Regions from separate parts of the Hordeum vulgare genome. Here region 2 is linked to region 1. The links are chromatin contacts, called in public Hi-C maps. All regions are on one chromosome and are shown on one strand. The core of a region is the stretch at or near the end of the contact, and the rest is flanking DNA. Distances in the headings are between cores, read along the strand shown. Region 1 holds the start of LOC123427165 (serine/threonine-protein kinase 38-like). Region 2 holds the start of LOC123427196.

Region 1 (6,494 bases), core at 1,132-3,631:
ATCCAACATTTTATTAGCCGCCCGATTGCACTTTGCCCTCTCGGTCTCCCACTTCTTCCCCCCTCGACCTCGGTACAAGGGGTGCCAGTGCAAGTCCCCCTTGAACTCCACCGCTTGTTTCATCAACTTCATCCATTTGGGAGGTTGCGCCACTTTTGGCGTTGGCGTCTTTGAGTAAATTGGCCAAGTCACTCCATTCGATTTGGCCAGTCAATTTGATCCAACAATGATGAATCGTGAATGGCTTACCCTCGATTTTCTTGTACAATGTCGCCGCAAGGCCGGCTAGAAAAGCAAATGAATCACGTGATGAAAAATATTGCAACATAGGGCAAATAAATCATATGATCAACTTTGTGGGAAGCAAAACTTACGAGCTCAACGGTACCCATGCCACTTGGTGCACTGTTCTTGATTTGGGCATATGCACCACAATACTTGTTCAACGATGATTGAAGGAGTTCTCACTCTAATCACCGATTTTTGCCACATGATACAGCGGGTAGTTCTTCATGTCATGAAAGAAATCATGCACCTTCCTCAATAAGGTCGCACCCCTTTGCTCGGTACCTTCCTAAAACACGTCGCATCCCTTTGCTCAACACCGGCGAATGGATCAACGCTTGTGCCCAACCAAGCCAAGCAAAACAGCTTGTCCTCCTTGGTGGTGTATACAACTCCTCTATTCACTTTCTTTACTTCCATCTTGGCACTAGCGAGTACTGTTTTTCCACCCCCTCCATTCGTTTGACCATCGTTGATCATGGACATCATCACCTCTTTGGCCGCCGTTGAGCTTACGCGGGGGAGGTCCGGTGAACAGGGTGCAGCGCCTGCAGAGAAGCTATCCTCCGGTGGTGTATGTTGTCGGATGAGCCGCAATGACTCGATGTACTGATGTTGACGTTGACGATGAACGGGAGATGGGAGTGGGTGGAGGCAGGGGGCAATGTGTGTGCAGGCACACACGGCACAGCGGCGTAGCTTGCAAGAGGAGCTCATGCTCACACCGCCTCACTGGCCCCTCGCGCCTTCTCTCTCGCCCGGCACTCTTGCCGCTTGATACTCTTCGGATTTGGCCGACATGGGCCCTTCCGAGGGCAGCACCTCGAAGATGTTGGACAGGGCCGAGTGGCGACCTCAGGGTTGGGTGTGGAAAGATAGTGTGGGGTGTGGACGGGGAAGGGACTGGTTAGGGTTTTTGGCATGGGTTCGGGTGTCGGATCTGACGTGGCAGACGTCCAGACTCTCCTACTCCGCCCCTTGATTTGGGGCCAGACTAGGAGATTCCATAGTCCAGCTCAAAATGGGTGCCCGCTAAACGTGTCTGGACCGGACAGGTCGGACATTTGGGGCCGGAATGGGTGCCCGACTTGGAGATGACCTAAAACCCAACTTACAGCATGTCTGCGCATGCCTGAACAGGCAGACCGCCCCCAAAAAGTACAAAAGACAGCACTAGTGAGCATGGAGCAAAAAACTCAGGTCTACACGCTGCAAGCACCAATATGTCAAGACCAATTCTCCACATAAGCAATCAGACAACACAAGCCCCTGTTTTCTTCCAGCTACAATCCAAGAACCGCATTTGACAAAGGATGCTCAGCTCAACGGGGGAGCAGTGAGCAACAACTCAATCCACTTAACAGATAGTGTCAACCATCCAACATCCCTCAGGGAATCAGCTCGCCCCAACCTACACTAAAATTGCACAACCCAAAGTACAAAGATAGCTCACAGTATAATCTACCCTAAAAGTCGCCGAATTAGTAATTACCAGCTAGACATGCAGCGGAAACTACCGAGGATAAAATTATAAAGCCCCGAATCGCTGAGATGAGATATCCCCAACCCCTCGATCATCCCGACCCCCCGAGATCCAGGTACACCCGCACGCGGCCGAATAAAAATAATCGGGAGTTTCGGGACGGGGATGGGAAGCCGGTGGTACCTCTCGTTGCGCTCCCGAAGGTTCTTCATGCGCTCGCGGTAGTCGTTCTCGATGATCTTCTTCGCAGCGGCGACGCGCTCCATGGTGCGGCTGGACCCCACCGCCTCCTCCGCCAGCGGCTGGCTCCGGCCACCGCGCGCCGCCGTCTCGCTCTCCATGCTAACGCGCACGCCCGCGGCCCCGCGACTGGGCTCTGCTTCTCGCTGTCACGAACTCGAAATTCTTTTAAAATTGTTTTCTCTCTTGGTAGTGCTAGTATGGCTTCGCCGACGCGGCTGTTTCTTGTTTGGTTAGTTTGAGGTTAGAGTTGAATAGCCTCGTCTTTTTTAGTGGAGGACTACAGGCTGGAGACAGCTTTTCTTTCCTTCTGATAATAATAAAACAGGCTGGAGACAGCTAATGAGTAAATGGAGCACACCGAGCTCTATGGCAATTTTACACCATTGATTCGGAAGAAAAGGCAATTTTGCAGGATACTATCCCTACCTTTTCTTTTCCTGAAACACGATACCCCTTTTATTTTATTTCAGTTTTACTTTAATATTTTTTTGACAGCAAATAGACTTTATTTCTACATATCGTTTACAAGTATAGGGGAGAAATAAAGTCACGGATCTCAAGACCCAGAAAGTCTAGTACTCCCTCCTGTCCTTTTTACTCCGCGTATTAGATTTCGGTCAAGTCAAACTTTGCAAAGTTTGACCAAATTTATATTAAAAAATATCAATATCTACAATACCAAATATATATATTATGAAACTACATTTCGTAAAGAATCTAAGAATGTTGATTTGACATGGTGAATGTTCGTAATTTTTTTTCTATAAGTTTGGTCAAAGTAGAGATACTTTGACTTTGGACAAAACTTATATGCAGACTAAAAAGGACAGGAGGGAGTACTTAGTGAAGGAATGTTTTGCTAATTCATCTACCACCTGGTTGCACTCTCTATAACAATGTTTTTTTCTTTGCGAGGAGAAAAGAGTTTTATCTCATATTAAAAGAGTTACAATTAAGAGACAAAAGATCCTTAATATATGGTGGTCCTACATGCATCCACACAGCTCTGATACACTCTATACGACTATAATGTGTCAACCGATCGGCAACTCTATTTTGATCCCTAGCTAACTTTTGAGAAATAAATTGTTATCTCTCCTCAAATCCTTAATTTCAGCCACAAGATGATCATAGGCAGAACGATCAAGTCCATTCCCTCGTAGACAAGATAAGGCCTCATTTGAATCAAATAGCCTCTTTGCAACAATGTTTGAAACACATGGATTAAAAAAATATTATAAGCTGCTTTTATTCATTGACGATTGCCACGGTCGGTCCTAAATATTTCTCGGTCTGATTCATCGTGTCAACGGTAAAGGAGCAATTTGATTTGAATTCTACCTTAGTACATTCAAGATGGTCAGCCAAGTATAATCCGTTCGTGATGGCAGTTAGCTCAGCAGAGTCCACCTCATTTATGGTTTCCAAAAACCAGCTTGTTGCACCAATAAAACCTTCTCGGTCATCACGAGCCACAGCACACGCGCACATGAGAGTGTTTTATATCGGAACAAGGCATCGACGTTTATTTTCACCGTCCCATACATCATTTTCGACCACATGTGATCACTCTTCCTCTATGGACCTTTGAGACTAGTTGATCTCAAGTAGTTCATCACCAAAACCTTGATAGCTAGTGCTTCTCCGAGACTAAACAATATTTTTCTTAACTATTAGGCGGTGCTGCCACCATATATACCATGTCGCTGCCACTGCTAATTCCGTCATTAACAAATCTGCAACACTCCCTTGAAGTTTTAATAGGATCTCCATTGTAATGAACCCCGATCTATCCTCAACGGCCGCTTTCTATATTACTTACAGAAGTTCCAGTTGCGCCCACACTTCTGAAAATTGTTAATATTTAAATAAGTAGTGCAGGATATCCTCCACCCCAATAAAGCAGACCGGGCATTGAGGTGAGCATGGTATGTGCATGTTCGCTAGTACACCATAGCACGGGAGGGTGTCATGAAAAACCTTCCAAGCAAAGTGTTTTATCTTTCCTCGTATTTTAAGTTTCCACATATCTTTCCAAGCTACGTTAGGGCTTGTTCGGTTAGGCAGAGTTTGAAGAGGTTTGATGGGGATTGAAGGGGATCAAATCCCTTGGAAGTCAAAATCCCCCTCAAATCTCGCCAATCCCCTTCAATCCTATGGTGAGGGAATTAACCGAACATGGCCTTAATGACTTTAGAACCTTGGACGTCCACATATGCTATACGAGCCCCATGCTGGTGCTCAAACTCCTTATGATAAGATGACCTCACCAAAAAAGTGCCACATCTTGTGTGCTTCGAGGCTATAAAATCTTCCGTCAAGTGAGCATTCAAAAGAATTTGTAAAATTCTGTAACAATCAACAAGGCAGAAATTATCCCGGATTAGAATTGCATCTAAATTACCATACTCCAACAAAACAAAGGACGAGGCTTGCAAATTAAGCGAGAAACAAATTCATGATAGAGATTCCGTTCGATGTTTTCGTGGCAAGGCTCGCACGGGCTCGATCATACATTGGATTGTCATATTGAAATGATGCTCAAATATGCTCCCTAGGCGTAGCGAACTACAAGGCTTGACGAAGCATATCTAACAACACATATCGAGACTGTCCTGTGTAAGAAAGACCATGAACAAACAAACCACTAGATATCGAACCCCAATCTCATAGCATGCATGTGTTGAAAGATAATCCTAAGTAATTACTTGAATTCCCACGTGAGAATTACCGAAATTTTTATTGGTTATTCTATCAGGTTGCAGGTCCGGGAACCTACTCGATGTAATCAGCTGCATTACCTTTTCCGCAACTATCAACACATATCCGAGAAGTTCCGCAAACTCATCCACCTCAGACCTTCGAAAAAAACAACGATACTAGACCTAGTAGATCATCCGAGCTATCTCCACCAGTATTGGGGAAAAGTCACGGCACTATTTGGCACCAAGCAAAGTATTGAAGCGTTTCAATGCCAGCGTCCTGAGATACTAAGGAAGCTGAATGATAACGATGTGTCGAAAATGGAAAACCCCTTGGAACTCTACTCCTCGATAACAGGAGGCACCAAGTACAGAATTCCGTCATATCAACATCGTAGAGGTTCCAAAATACTCGCTTGATCCTTAAAAAATTGAGTGAGAAGAGGTGTAGAATTAAAATTCTTATGTCAGGATTCCTCACTAGAGCATAGAAGAGGAGTAAAAAGAATCCTACTCTCCGATATATAACTAGACTCAAAGTAACTTTTCACTAGACTCGACTTGGCCAAGTTCGATCAATCAAGGGGGCTCCTAGGTCGGTACTACTCTGTTACCAACTTGTAACACCAAAGATGCGATCATCTCCTTATTTTGGCACGAGGGCCTCGACAGGGATAGAAATGCATCTCGTCGTTTCGCAAGAATGGATATCGTTACAAGTACATGTAAAGAAGAGATGAGTATATGGAATTGGCTTATAATCGCCACGAGTTATCCATGATCATCTCAATACAAACATATATTCGAGCACCATTCAGAAGAGTAGGGTCCGAATACATAAAAAATCAAACGATAAAACGACGTCCATCCTTGCAATCCCAGGGTGACGGCCTAGAACCCAGCCTATGATCGATGAAGAAGAAGAAGAAGAAACTCCAAATAGAACATTCACGACGCTCACATCAAAGTATGTCTTTACCTATACCTACAACCATTGTTGTAGTAGTCTGTGAGCCACAGGGACTCAACAATCTCATTTCCAAAGGTATCAAGACTAGCAAAGCTTAATGGGTGAGGTATGGTTAAGTGGTGAGGCTGCAACAAGCACTAAACATTTATTTGAGTGGCTAACTTATGAATACAAGAATAAGAGGGGGTGATATATGCATAAACGGACGTGAGTTAATAATGATTAAGAAATGATCCTGAACACCTACTTACGAGTCAAACATACCCCCACCATGTCCTCTCTTGGATACCGAGCTCATGAGAAGAGACAATCAAGGTTACGCACACAGTTAGCATATTTTAATTAAGTTTACTTCGAGTTTGCTATGATCGGGTGTTAAACGAAGTTTCCAAGTTGTCACATAACTGCGGGCACGACTTTTTGAAAGATTTATGTCACACCCTGTTTTCACTACACTTCTTGTGTAATTCAAAAATCTGAGTTTATTAAAACTTTTCCAAACTCAATGATGTGAGTGCCATGATTGTCATTGGATGCTTGCATGCTTGGTTGTGTGATATCAAAAACCATATTTTCATAACTTAATTATGCTCAAAAACCTTTTTCTTATTTCTGGTTAATTCAAAACCCTGCTTTGGGTTGCACTACAAGTCTTTGATGGCAAGAAGTGCTCTTATCCAGAGTTGGTGATTTGGTTCTAAAACCATTATAGATCACCAAAACCATAAAATAATTATTTTATGAATTATTTCCCTATTTTAATTGCATGTCCATTTCTGAGGCGAGAAATGATATTCCTATAAGGAAATAT
Region 2 (6,494 bases), core at 2,330-4,829, 930 kb after region 1:
TGCAGAGGTGCCAGAGCTCAAGCTTTGAAAACAGAGATAATAATTTTGGGTGGCATGCTTTCATTGTCAATGCAATGACTAAGAGTTCTCAACATCTTCGACGCTACACATGCTATAGGCGGTTCCCAAACAGAAAAGTAAAGTTTTGACCCACCCCACCACCAATCAATCACATTCCACGTCTAGCCGAATCCTCGGTACCGTCCATACCAACATCAATCCTGGGGGAGTTTTGTTTGCAATTATCTTTTCGATTTGAGCATGGAACTGGGAATTCCAATTACCGACCCCTTTCTCGTGAATGATAGTGAATAAACACATATCGAGGATAACACGCCTAGCATGGAAGATACCAATAGCCCCCTGTCACCACATGGGCGGTTCGGGCACGCAAAACAGATTATTTCTTGAAGGTTTAGAGAGTGGCACATGCAAATTTACTTAGAACGGCAGGTAGATACCGCACATAGGTAGGTATGGTGGACTCATATGGAACAACTTTGGGTTTATGGAAGTGTATGCACAAGCAGTATTCCCGCTTAGTACAAGTGAAGGCTAGCAAAAGACTGGGAAGCGACCAACTAGAGAGCGACAACAGTCATCAAAATGCATTGAGATTAACTAATATTGAGTGCAAGCATGAGTAGGACATAAATCACCATGAACATGAACATCATAGAGGCTATGTTGATTTTGTTTCAACTACATGCGTGAACATGCGCCAAGTCAAGCCACTTGAATCATTCAAAGGAGCATACCATCCTATCATACTACATCATAGTCATCTCAACATTCATGTGGGCAACCAAGACAAACCATTATATGATCACAACTAGGTAGCAAGGGAATAACATCATATGATCCAACTAGATTAGCAAGGCACGTGATACATCAAGATCGTGCCATCTCAAGAACACGAGAGAGAGAGAGAGAGAGAGAGAAGAGAGATAGATAGATAGATAGATAGAGAGAGAGAGATTGAACACATAGCTACCGGTACATACCCTCAGCCCCGAGGGTGAGCTACTCCCTCCTTGTCATGGCCTACGCCGGGATGATGAAGATGGCCATCAAAGATGATTTACCCTCTCCGACAGGGCACTAGAAAGGTTTCAGATGGTTTTTCGTTGATACAAAGAGTTGTGGCGGCGGAGCGGAAGTTCTCTCTTTATTTCTGGAATTTTTGGTATATATAGGATTTTTAGCGTTGGAATCACGCCAAACGGAACCAAGTGGGTCCCACAAGCCATCAGGGTGTGACCGGGGGGGGGGGGGGTTGTTGGTTTGTGGGCCATAGGTAGCTCCCCTCCAGTGGTTCTTCGCTTCAGTACTGCTTATTTCCTTCATAAAAAATATTAAAAAAATTCGGGCGATTTTGAGAACTTTCATTTTGTGCACAAAAACAACACCATGGTAATTATGCTAAAAACAATGTCAGTCTAAGTTAGTTCTAAGTAAATCATATAAAGTGCATCAAAACCATAAAAGAGTATTGTAAACATAGGCAAACATGGCATGAATACTCCTAATTCCGAAGTGACGTTTGATAGGGCAGAAGGTTATCCTCTAGTGTCACGGAGTTGTATGATCTCATGGTCTTAAGAACAAATACTTTATATGAAGAAATCAGTAGCAATAAACTAAGTGATATGATTAAATGTTGTGCTTACAATTGAGTCTTGTCCATCACATCATTCTCCTAATGATGTGATCCCGTTATCAAATGACAACTCATAAAAATGGTTAGGGAACCTTAACCATCTTTGATCAACGAACTAGTCTAGTAGAGTCTTACTAGGGACACAATGTTGTTTACGTATCCACACATCTATCTAAGTTTCCGGTCAATACAATTCTAGCATGGATAATAAACATTTATCATGAATAGGAAAATATGATAATAACCAATTTATCATTGCCTCCAGGGCATATTTCCAACACCTCGGCGTGAATAAGATGGAAACTCACGAAGACTTTGCGTGCACCTCAACGAGTGTTTCAGCAGTCGATAAGTTTATCCCTAGACGACAACCGACCATACGTGTAACCTAGGTACCCCGGTGTGTATATAACTAGAGGGTTTTAGACTTCAGAGGCACGAATACCAACTTTAGGGTTTAGAACACAATCTTTCAATCTCAAGGTAGATCAACATGTACTTTGCACCCCATCAAATCATTACAGTTAAAGCATGACATATGGTTTTACCCCTTCGAGAGGGCCCGAACCTGGGTAAAACATTGTCCCTATTATCTCATATTCAACATCGTTCCCACATCGCCACCTTGGGACCCCCTACTCAAGATCCCCCGGTTTTAGCACCGACACACACACACACACACACACACACACACACACACACACACATATATATATATGTATGTATATATATATATATATATATATATATATATATATATATATATATATAAGTGTTCACAAAGACCCTAATCAAACAAGCGAGAAAGCTTAACTAGATATCACATAATGGCAAGCAGTGCATTGTGTTTCAGTTATCTCTTATTTTAGTAAAGAGATTGATTTTCCAATTTGGCAAGTATTTAATCAATATAGCAACAATATTTACAAAAGAATCTAAATTTGAATTAGGATAACAAGCCCCCACTTTCTAAGATAACCTCACTAGTGGTCGAGTAAGGCATATAAAATACGTAAAAGTCTCTCGTGAAGAAACATATGGTTGGTTGTTAGAGATGACACAATCAATAGTTAAAGAACATAAGAACCAACATATTTGTATTTTAGATCTAAGCTTATTATCAAAGTTTACATTTATTTTTTGGAAACAAATGCGATATACAAATTTTCTATCAAAAGAAACGATGCAACATGTTTAAACACTCTACTATAGATTTTTGCCCACAAGCTTACTTCAACCTAATGGCTTGCAAAGGCAAGGTGATACGTACAAAGTAAGTAGTTTGTTATGCATTATCCCGTGGGAATCCTTCACCATGTGACATGAACTTGTTTGGGATTACTCCATCACATGATGCATCGTGGAGGTGCCGTAAAGTATGAGCGACAAAATCCTCTAAAATTCACAAGATATGCTAACACGAAAGAGAAAGAAGACATGACGTGAATGAAAAGCGTGTACAAAAGAAACATGACCTCCATGACGATGGCTTTGGGCATGTAGTTGATGATCTACGGAGATGTCAAAATCACAACTCTTTAACATTTGCCGAGTATGTTGTACTAAGATAAAAAACACACTCTATGTAAGAAAATGTTTAATTTATTGGTAATAAGCATACCACAGTTAAAAATGTCACAAACAAGGATATGTATGCATTTAGTCGGTTGATTTTTTCTTCGGTTGAATTTCTTTATGCCTAAAATTGATTTATGTTTAGTTATATAAAAAATAGTAACCTAAATATTTTTAGAAAGTAAAAAAAATGACTTAGTCATAAAGAGTTCAAAACTAATCGATTTTTTACCTCCCTAAAAAAACCGATTATAACAGAAGCACATCTCAAACATCCGGAAAGCAAAAATGCCTGCCCCACGACCCCATTAGCTCGACCACATCACTAGGCACATCCAACGGCCCAACTATCCTCTCTCCCGCCGCACTGTGCGCACTGAATCCCATTCGCTAACGGAAGAGTGGAAAGCAAACAAGCCATCACCAAACCCCAGCCCCGACGGCCCACCTCGCCATCTCCGGCGATCGCCGTCGCTGCCCTGGCCTTGATCCTAACCCCTACCCTGCCCCTATTACCACCCGTGGCGCTCGTACTCTGATGCTTCCCACCCCATGGCCCACCACATTCCCCTTCCCCTTCGTCGCCGCCTCCACCACCTCTTCCTCCTTGCCCTCCTCGCCGTCGCATCAGGTAACCCTAGCCCCGGGGTGTACGATCGGGGGGCCGAGGAAGCGGAGGCGTATTCGATCCTGACATTCCACGACTACACGCCGCCGCCTCCCCCAGCGCTGCCGCCCCCGCCGGCCGCCCCGCCGGCGACCTGCGCCGGCGACCTCGGTGGCGAGGGCGACCTTGACACGCGCTGCGTAGTCCCCGCTTCCGTGCGGCTCGAGGGAGGCGGCGTCTTCATCAGCGGAAATGGCAGCCTCCAGCTCCTCGACGGCGTCTCTGTCACCTGCCAGAGGCCAGGTTGCGTTGTCTCCGCCAATTTGTCTGGTGATATCCGCTTCGGCCATGGCGCCCGTGTGGTAGCCGGATGGGTCTCTCTCGCGGCCACCAACATCACTCTTGGCACCGACGCCGTCATCGACACCACTGCGCTTGCCGGCAACCCGCCGGATAAGACCAGTGGCGTACCCACCGGGACATATGGAGATGGTGGTGGGCATGGTGGCCGTGGCGCAAGCTGCTACGTCAATAAGGGTCAAGCGCAGGAGGACTCGTGGGGTGGCGATACCTATGCGTGGTCTGAGCTCAAGACCCCGAATAGCTATGGGAGCAAAGGTGGGTCTACTAGCGTCGAGAAGGATTATGGTGGTGGGGGTGGCGGAGTAGTGTGGTTGTTTGCAGATGAAATTGTCATGAATGGAACAGTTATTGCAAATGGCGGTGATGGTGGCACCAATGGTGGGGGTGGCTCTGGGGGAAGCATCTATCTTAAGGCTGCAACTATGTGAGTATTTTTGCAATGATTTTGGTGTAATTTTTTAGAAAGATTTTGATAAATATCTGCACTTTATAGTGTGCATACGCACCTGATTTTGGAACAATTGAGAATTTAATTCAATAGTGAATTGCACTCAATGCAATCTCACTATCTCTAGTTTAGGAACAGTGTTTTGATCTGCTTAGAATATGAAGAGGGAGTGATAGTATACATTCATAGTATCATCCTCTGCTATAAATACAGGGCCCTTCATATGTACATTCCTCAAACTTATTAGTATATACTACTCCCTCTGTCCCAAAATAACTGTCTAAAATTTTGACTAGATCTAGTACAAAATTTTATTAAGCTTAAGACACTTATTTTGGGACGGAGGGAGTATGTTTTTAAGAATTTCAACTCATGCTTATCTAGAGTCTGTTTCTAAAAACACAATTAATTGATGATGATGTAGAATTCCATTTTACTCAAATATGTTGGTTATAGGCCATTGGTAATTCAGTTGACCCTATCTAATATTTTCTTCGAACAGGCAAGGCGGTGGCAAAATAAGTGCCTGTGGAGGCAATGGTTTGTCTGGGGGAGGTGGAGGACGTGTTTCTATTGATGTTTTCAGTAGGCATGATGACACCCATTTTTTTGTTCATGGTAATCCAATACGGGCTTCCAGTTGGATCGTTGCATTGCTGTTCTAGCTGTTGGGCTGCATGGAGTTATTTTTTCTTATAACATGCCATATTCATACTATTCACACTTTTTTCTGGTAGAGTTGAATTTGTTTTCTGGTCTTCACAATTGTTCGGGCTAAATGTCAATCAAGGTGCAAAAGAATGTTGATTTGGTTTATGGATGCTATTTTGTTTAGGTTTGGAGAGGCATTGCATAGGGTTTAGTTATTGTAATATGTGGCCTACTTTGGGAACTTTTTACATTATTATTCTATCTGAGCAACTAAGCATACTACTTCAAACTAACCTTTCAATGGAAAAAATCAACTTGGTTGCAAAGTTTGCCCAGATCTCCCCTGAGCCTGAATTTTCAATGAGTATAACTTCTTCTGCTCAAATTTAGGTTCTGGACTTGGGGTTAAACATCATGAATCTTATTGACCAGAACCACTAGTTTTTCCGATTAACCTATTAGAAAGTGGTACTTGTGTCGTGGAAGAGGGTAGCTTCAGTTCCTGATATGCTTCAAAAAATTCTGAGAGAGAATGACAAAATGATCTACTCGACTTCTCATTCTCATTTTTTTTCACACTGGCAAATTGTGAAGTTAAACTACATGGTCGGACCTAGGTTAGGTAGTGAACTTTATCATGCTGGTCCAGAGTTTTGACCCTCTAATTTGACAAAGTATCTTATGTTGGAATCTGCTGTAATTTGCTAAATACCAAACAAACTGGTCAATTTAATAATAGCACCCTACCTTTTGGTTGTTGAAGTGTATATGTGGATTGCCAGTTCAGACTTTTGGTTGCATTGGCTAGTGCATGAAACTTAACATTGCTCATATTTTGTAAGGTCACTCATTATAAAAGGACTAGCTATTGAGTGAGGATTTTAAAAAATTCAAAAATGACTCTCTAAGTTTCAAAAAATTCTGAAAATAAATATGCAAGTACTTATACATGTATAATAGATGTGTGTTCATTGTAAAAGGACTAGCTATCGAGTGAGGATTTTCAAAAATTCAAAAACGACTCTCTAAGTTTCAAAAAATTCTGAAAATAAGTATGCAAGTACTTATATATGTATAATAGATGTGTGTAAAATTTCATTATGAAATTCGTATTGATGTGAGCTGTAAAAAACCCCATCTACTTTTATAGTGAATAGTACATGTGCTAGAAATACATGATTTTTTATTTT

Evidence for each region. Hi-C and Micro-C count contacts between places; a contact is called where the count stands out from the background.
Region 2: a Hi-C map of leaf shows a contact between it and region 1, with 6 times the contacts expected there. The contact joins the promoter of LOC123427196 here to the promoter of LOC123427165 in region 1. A contact is called at or near these places in 2 of 6 Hi-C or Micro-C datasets (both in leaf).

The regions. Positions count from the first base shown.
Region 1 is chr1H:137,065,952-137,072,445 of MorexV3_pseudomolecules_assembly, forward strand. It overlaps LOC123427165 (serine/threonine-protein kinase 38-like), which reads right to left and starts at 2,382. Exons shown (of 13, transcript XM_045111140.1): 1 at 1,952-2,382. The coding sequence starts at 2,109.
Region 2 is chr1H:137,993,247-137,999,740 of MorexV3_pseudomolecules_assembly, forward strand. It overlaps LOC123427196, which reads left to right and starts at 3,580. Exons shown (of 22, transcript XM_045111191.1): 1 at 3,580-4,629; 2 at 5,156-5,271. The coding sequence starts at 3,788.